2 separate regions of the Hordeum vulgare genome follow, and region 2 is linked to region 1. The links are chromatin contacts, called in public Hi-C maps. All regions are on one chromosome and are shown on one strand. Each heading gives the region's core, a stretch centred on a gene start, on an enhancer-like site or on the middle of the called end of the contact. The rest is flanking DNA. Distances are from core to core; before and after follow the strand shown.

Evidence for each region. Hi-C and Micro-C count contacts between places; a contact is called where the count stands out from the background.
Region 2: a Hi-C map of leaf shows a contact between it and region 1, with 4 times the contacts expected there. The contact joins the enhancer-like site here to the promoter of LOC123432356 in region 1. A contact is called at or near these places in 5 of 6 Hi-C or Micro-C datasets (leaf and seedling).

What each region holds. Positions count from the first base shown.
Region 1 is chr1H:303,585,214-303,588,402 of MorexV3_pseudomolecules_assembly, forward strand. It overlaps LOC123432356 (alpha-galactosidase-like), which reads right to left and starts at 1,709. Exons shown (of 15, transcript XM_045115386.1): 1 at 1,466-1,709; 2 at 43-101. The coding sequence starts at 1,620.
Region 2 is chr1H:303,639,911-303,643,099 of MorexV3_pseudomolecules_assembly, forward strand. No RefSeq gene overlaps it. Among protein-coding and RNA genes, the nearest start is that of LOC123432356, 55 kb to the left of the region's middle. Within about 2 kb of position 1,626, at least 2 of the 3 cell types and tissues checked have open chromatin away from gene starts, as enhancers often do. A contact at or near this core is called in leaf, where this site is marked.

The DNA of each region.
Region 1 (3,189 bases), core at 459-2,958:
GAGACTTGAAACAGGGGCTGGATTTAAGAGAGTGTCCCGTACCTGTCTCCCTGATGACCCGCTCGTTGATGTCGCAGTAGAAGTGGTTCCAGCTGTTCCACCTAACACAAAGAAATGTTTCATCGTCAGTCGGGTCGGGATTAGATTTAATCGGGTTAAAATTAGAGGAGAAAACGGTGAACCATGACGATTAAAAGAAAGCTCGTCTTTAGAAAAATGGGGACTCGTGACGAGGCTCGTCGGAAGAAAAATCCCGACCCATGACATGTTTACTTCTAGACACCGTATTTTTTTTTACTGTGTGGAGATTGAGCAACCGACACAGAGAGAAAAATACAGTATCAATGGCTAGTCGCCGGACCGGATACGTCATGATGAGCCATCAGCAGCACCAGGACGGCAGTACCGTACGGTTCAGGTTGCGCGGTTAAAATACTCGTATATGTGCATGCAGCGCGAGGGCAGAGGCCAAGGGACAGGCACAAAGGCCAACAGAGAAAAAGGAAAAAAGAAAGCATAGATAAAGGGATAGGTCGTCAAATCTTTTCCCTGTTCCTTGGGCGTGCTTTGCTCGCAGGCAGGCCCCCCTCGGTTGTTCCGCAGTTTTTATTTTCTTTCAATTATATATATAGATGAAGACCACTGTAGATTTTGCATTGCTGATACTAAATATAGATGAAGTCACTGATGTAGGAGCATATAGTAGTAGGAGTAGCAAATACTGCTAGATCCATGTGTTAAAAACAAATGCATGGTTCCATGCGAAATCTGGAGTACACGTACACACATGATCGTTCCAATATAAATGCTGGCCAAAAAAAATACGAGTATATCTTTAGATCTACGACTGGACGAGGGGAGCAGAAAAATGCACGCGTGCTGACGTCCAAGCATTCATCTTACTTACTCCCCTCGTGGCTCAATCCCTCATCTCATCGCCAAATCTCCCATCAAATCCACCCAAAATAAAAATAGGAAAACTGTATCTGTAGGCTGTGGCGACGAAGCGGGGCATAATAAATCGAGATTGGAAATATCGCGTGCGCGAATGGAAGAGAAGCGGCCAAAGCCCAAAGGGGCTTTAAACAAAAGCGTCCAAACCCGATGATGAAATCGGAGGGAGCCACCCGCGCCTTTCGCTGCCGCCGCACGCGAGACGCGCATGAACGTCCCTTTCATCGCACGAAAGCCACCATTATCACCACGCACGCACCACGGCAGATTATCTACCACCACGAGCTCTACCCCCTACTCCAGAGCGATGATAGTACTACGTAGGAGTAGTATATTTTCATGTTAATAATGAATTGTTATTTTCTGCTTTGTTCGTGCGGGTTGTTGGGCGGTAGCGTAGCGCGAGGGGCGGAGGATACGAATCGAATGCATGCCATAGCGGGCGAAAAAACGAAGAGGAAAAGACAGGAGCAGGGGGTTGGAAGGTGGCAGCGCGAGCGAGAGTACCCACCCCATCTGCGGCGTCCTGCCGAGGCCGTTCTCGAGCGCCTCCCGCCGCGCGCCCAGCGTCGCGTTGCCGGCCGCGTCCACGGGCACCCTGGCTCCCTCCGCCGGCGCCGAAGCCGCCGCGACGAGCAGCGCGAGAAGCAGCGAGGCGCGCGCCATGGCCCCCGGTGCCGAGCGAGCGGAGGAGCAGAGGAGGGAGGAGGTGGGGTGGGTGGGGGCGGGGCGGTACTGGTGGCGCCGGTGAGTGACTGCTGAGGACGCGTCTGACGGGGCCGCCTTTATATAGGGCCGCGCGCGGGGGACTGCGGGGCCGCGGGGTTCAAAATATTAAAGGCGAGATATTAATATTAAGGAGTAGTACTAATTTTATTTGGATATTTTTGGGTTCTGTGTGTATGCACCCCTGTGGCTTGACTTGAGTCGCCCGGTTTGCCTCGGTTGGGTCCGCCAATGACCGGCAGAGTACGTGTTCGGTGCAGTGCTCCGTGGGATCCAGCCGTGGTTGGGATGCCGGTGGTGGCCCGCTGTCAGCGAGACGGGACGTTGTGTGTGCTATGTACATGAAGGAAATGATCAACCAAATGATTTCTCACAACCTTTTTTTGACAGCAAAATGATTTCTAAAAACCTTACAAAACATAATGACCCCTAAAAGAAAGGAAATTCTTTCCTGCGCATAATTTAAAGGGAACGCTACGCGATCCGTCGAATGATTTTTAAAAATTATCTGTCATCTAGCTAGCCGTCGGATGTCGATATAAGGCCCCGCATCCCCGACGCATGGTCAGTAGTTATTTCCTGAAACGACGCTCGAGTTACGGAAACTTTTGCTTTGTTGCAAGAAATAAACTTTGGATCCGTTAATTCCTAAAACAACGGTCGAGTTTTAGAAACAATTTGCTTGTTGCATATTTTTTTTTCTTCGTCTTTCTGTAACATAGGTATTTTTATGGAATATTTTTTTTGCAACAAAGGTCGAGTTTCAAGAAATTTTGCAACGAAAGTCACGTTGCAGCTGGGATCCATGCTCAACGGAGAGTCGGGCGCGCGAGCAGGGACGCATCTCCAGCGAGGCAGAGAAGCTCCCCGGCGGCGGGAGCTCGCCGGCATCCACGCCGCACACCTCCTCGTTCGCCGTGCGAGGTGGGGATCCGGCGAGGGGCAGGATCTCGTCGGCGAGGTGGGGATCCGGCGAGCCGGCGAGGACCGACGACGACGGCGGTTTGCCGGGCTCCGGCAGGCTCGTCCCCGGTAGCAGAGGAGCCACGATGAGGAACCTGGAGTGCTCCAGCTTGAGCCCCCGTTCCTGAAACAACGAGCCAATTTTGAGAAATGGTTCATGATCGAGACGAGATCTAACGGACGAGCGGACGACGAATGGATCAACCGGATCAGCCGGTGGGATGTAATCGTTTCCCATAATTTAAACATCACAAAATGATTTATCAAAACCTTACAAAACCTTTTTTTTTAAATGAAGATTATGTTGCATTCGTGGAGCATTCTTCCCTGCGTATAGCAAGTTCGCTTCCCGAGGCAAACCTCTAACAAACGCATGATGACATTTTAGTTCTTCTCGCATGACAACTCTAACGTTCGCTAACAATTTTTCTCCCGGAGAACGTTTGCGAGATATTCGTGTCGAAATAGATAAGGAAAAGGTAAAAACCATGTTTAAAAAATAAATCAATTTTGATCCTTAAATTTACTTCATAGGAAATTGATTTT
Region 2 (3,189 bases), core at 376-2,875, 55 kb after region 1:
GGTTCTGAACAATTAAACAGGAAAAGAATTTGCACTTTGGGGGCGCCCAGTTCTTCCAAATCATGGCCACATTTGGGCTGAACGTTAGCCCCGCAAATTGGGCCATGTACGCCGACTTGGCGGAGTATTCCCCGATGGTTGTGAATTTCCAAGTTATAGTGTCTTGCGTATGTTGCGTGAGAGTCACAACAGATATCATCTCCCAGAGAGCAGCAAACTGCTGAATATGAGGAAGAGTGAGGCCCTGTTGGAATTGTATGTGGCGAATCCAGAAGTTATTATCCAGCGCTTTTCTCACAGTACATGCCCTTCTTTTAGAAATAGCAAAAATCTCGGACGCAATATCCTTGGGCCGAAGACCAAGCAGCCATGATGATTCCCAGAAACTCGTTTTGGTCCCATCACCAACGGCCACCGTCGTGGCAGCGGCAAAAAGGTCCTTGTCGCCGTCCGAACAAGGCGTTTCCGTACCAGCCCAACTTTTTTCCGGGTCGGCCCACTCGAACCATAGCCAACGAAGGCGCAGCGCTGCCGCGAATTTCTCCAGATCTAGCACGCCAAGACCCCCGTAAATCTTGGGCTTGTAGACTAGGTTCCAGTTAACCTTGCATTTGCCACCTGACACTTTCTCACAGCCCGCCCAAAGGTAGGCTCGTCGCAGACTATCGATCTTCTTCCTGACCTCAACAGGGAGATCAAGGGGTGTGAGGTGATAAATCGCGATGGCTGTGAGGACGGCCTTGACGAGGACAATGCGCCCAGGGGCGGCAACGTGCTCGGCCGACCAGGGGGTAGTTTGCCAACCACCTTATCCTTCAAATATTGAAAATGAATGCGTTTGAGCCTCCGGATCGAAAGTGGAAGGCCCAGATATCTCATTGGGAAGGTGGTCCGTACCGCTGGGAAGGCCCGCAGGATATCGTCAAGATCAATGTTTGTGCATCGAATGGGCGCCACTAGGCTTTTGTTGCAGTTGGTGACCAAGCCAGTGACAACCCCAAAGGAGCTGAGCGTGGAAGCTAAGAACTGGATATCCTCTTTGATTGGCGCCATAAAAATGGCCTCATCATCCGCATATAGAGAAGCCTGGATTGGGCGTCCGCGGATAGGTTGCAAATTCCCTTGGTCGGTAGCCTTTTGGAGTATGTGATGGAGCGTATCGATGGCAAGGACGAAAAAAAGGGAAGAGAGGGGGTCTCCCTGGCGTAGACCGCGGTCATGCATGATAGGGTCGGATGAGATCTTTGGCGCCGTATATGCCTGCCTTCTCTGCTGGCCACTAACCCACTCATCCACCCACCACACACATCGCATCCTTTGATCATCAGGCATGTTCACACGAGCCGCGAGCAGTAATTTATCTTAGTACCACGGTAGCACTATGGACGAAACAGACTAGCAAATAACGTGGACAGAACACGTAGTTGGCCAACAACGCCGTGTATAAAAGAGGAGCAGGGAGAAATGATCGTTGACCTATGTGGCCGGCCAGCGTCGTGGAGGTCCACCCAGCCGCCATTTTTATTCTTGGAAAGCTTTGGTCGGATGGCGTCGGCCATGGACCTGATCTTATCGCGTCCGCTGCACTCCTTCACGCCGTTTCTCATCAGGCCGTAGCGATCTTATCACATAAGTAGTAATATGTGCGTGCGCACTGAATAATTACGTGCTCCGTTCCGTTGTATCTATTCGGCCCCGCGTGATGGCGATGGCATGGACTTGAGGAGGCATCCCGAAAGTGGGATCCTGGGCATGAGGATGAATGCTGAATGACGATGGCCCGGAATCAATTTGTTCCGATCCTAGACACGGCCGCGACGATAAGCATCGGTGCCGTTCCGTTCCATCACTGTCGTCGTACTAAATAAAAATTTCTTTTTGGAACCGGCGGTGCGCGAGCCTACACAAAATCCTCGTCGCTCGGGAAGTGGGCGCATCAAGGTCGTCGCGGTGGGAGTGGGACAAGAGTGCGTTGATAGATGGACAGCGAGCAAGAGGAGTTGACAGCGGCCGGCCGGCCGGCTGGAGACGGGGTCGAGCTTTGTGACTCGAAACATGCACCCGGATGCTTGCACGGAACCCGTGACGCGACCCGAAAACCGAAGTATCATCTTCTGACGGGCAGCACGGTGATCGACCGGTTCCTGAGCTTCCAGTCCGGTTGTGAACTGGAAAGATGTTTTCGTGTGATTGGGTTGCCCCTTTATCTTGAGACATTTTACATAGAGTAATTTTAACTCGGCGATTCATTTCGTTTGCCCCGTCTATTTGGGGCCGTGCGGATAAAAATGATAACCTAACATAACCTAACACGTTGATCATTTTTAAAACGCGACCGTACTGATCCATTTTTGGTTTAAATTTGAGACCAAAATGTGTCGGAGCGGACGCGCGCGTTTTTACGGTGTCCGTCTCAACCACCACGGTCAACATAATTTATGACGGCCGTCTTCCTCGGATCCATGCGTCAGCAACAGCGGTCGGCCTTTTTTAATCCGAACGTGCGGTGGGGTTCGGCCATCTGCTCCAGACCCTCCCCCCGTCCCCATCTCGCCACCTCATCGGCAACCAAACCCTAGCCATGGTCGGCTCCTTCCAAAACAAGGGCAAGGCCCCCGTCAACCACCGCCGGCCTCGCGAACGCATCAGCGTCCCGGTGCACCAAGCGCGGTGGCACTCGGAGCACCGCGTTCCGCTGCAGTACCCCGACGTCACCCTCCCGCACCACTGGCATATGGATCCGGAGAGGATCCCGGTGCTGACCGTGCCGCAGTAGACGCGCATGCACGCGGAGGAGGCGAGTCGCAGCCGGCGTCAGCTGACGCCGGAGCAGCGGCTCAACCCGGCATACGCGGCCAACTCTCCCAACTAGGAGGTATGTTTCGCGCTCGAGCACGAGGAGCAGCGCCACGACGGCGTGCGTGACGTGCAGCCGGGAGGCCCTCCGCCACCCCGCCCGTCATTAGCAACGAAGACCAGGAGGCGGAGGCCTCCTACCAGGCGGCGCTGGCAGCCGTTCTCTGTGAGAGGCAGGAGGAGGAGTGGCGTAAGGCTGACGAGAAGGAGGCGACGTACGAGGCGCAACTCTCGGAGGCCATCGCGCTGTCCACCACCGATGACTGCGCCGTGCCCCCTCCGCCGAAGAGCGAGCCGCAACTGGAGGTCTACTAGTGGACCGACGGCCGTCGC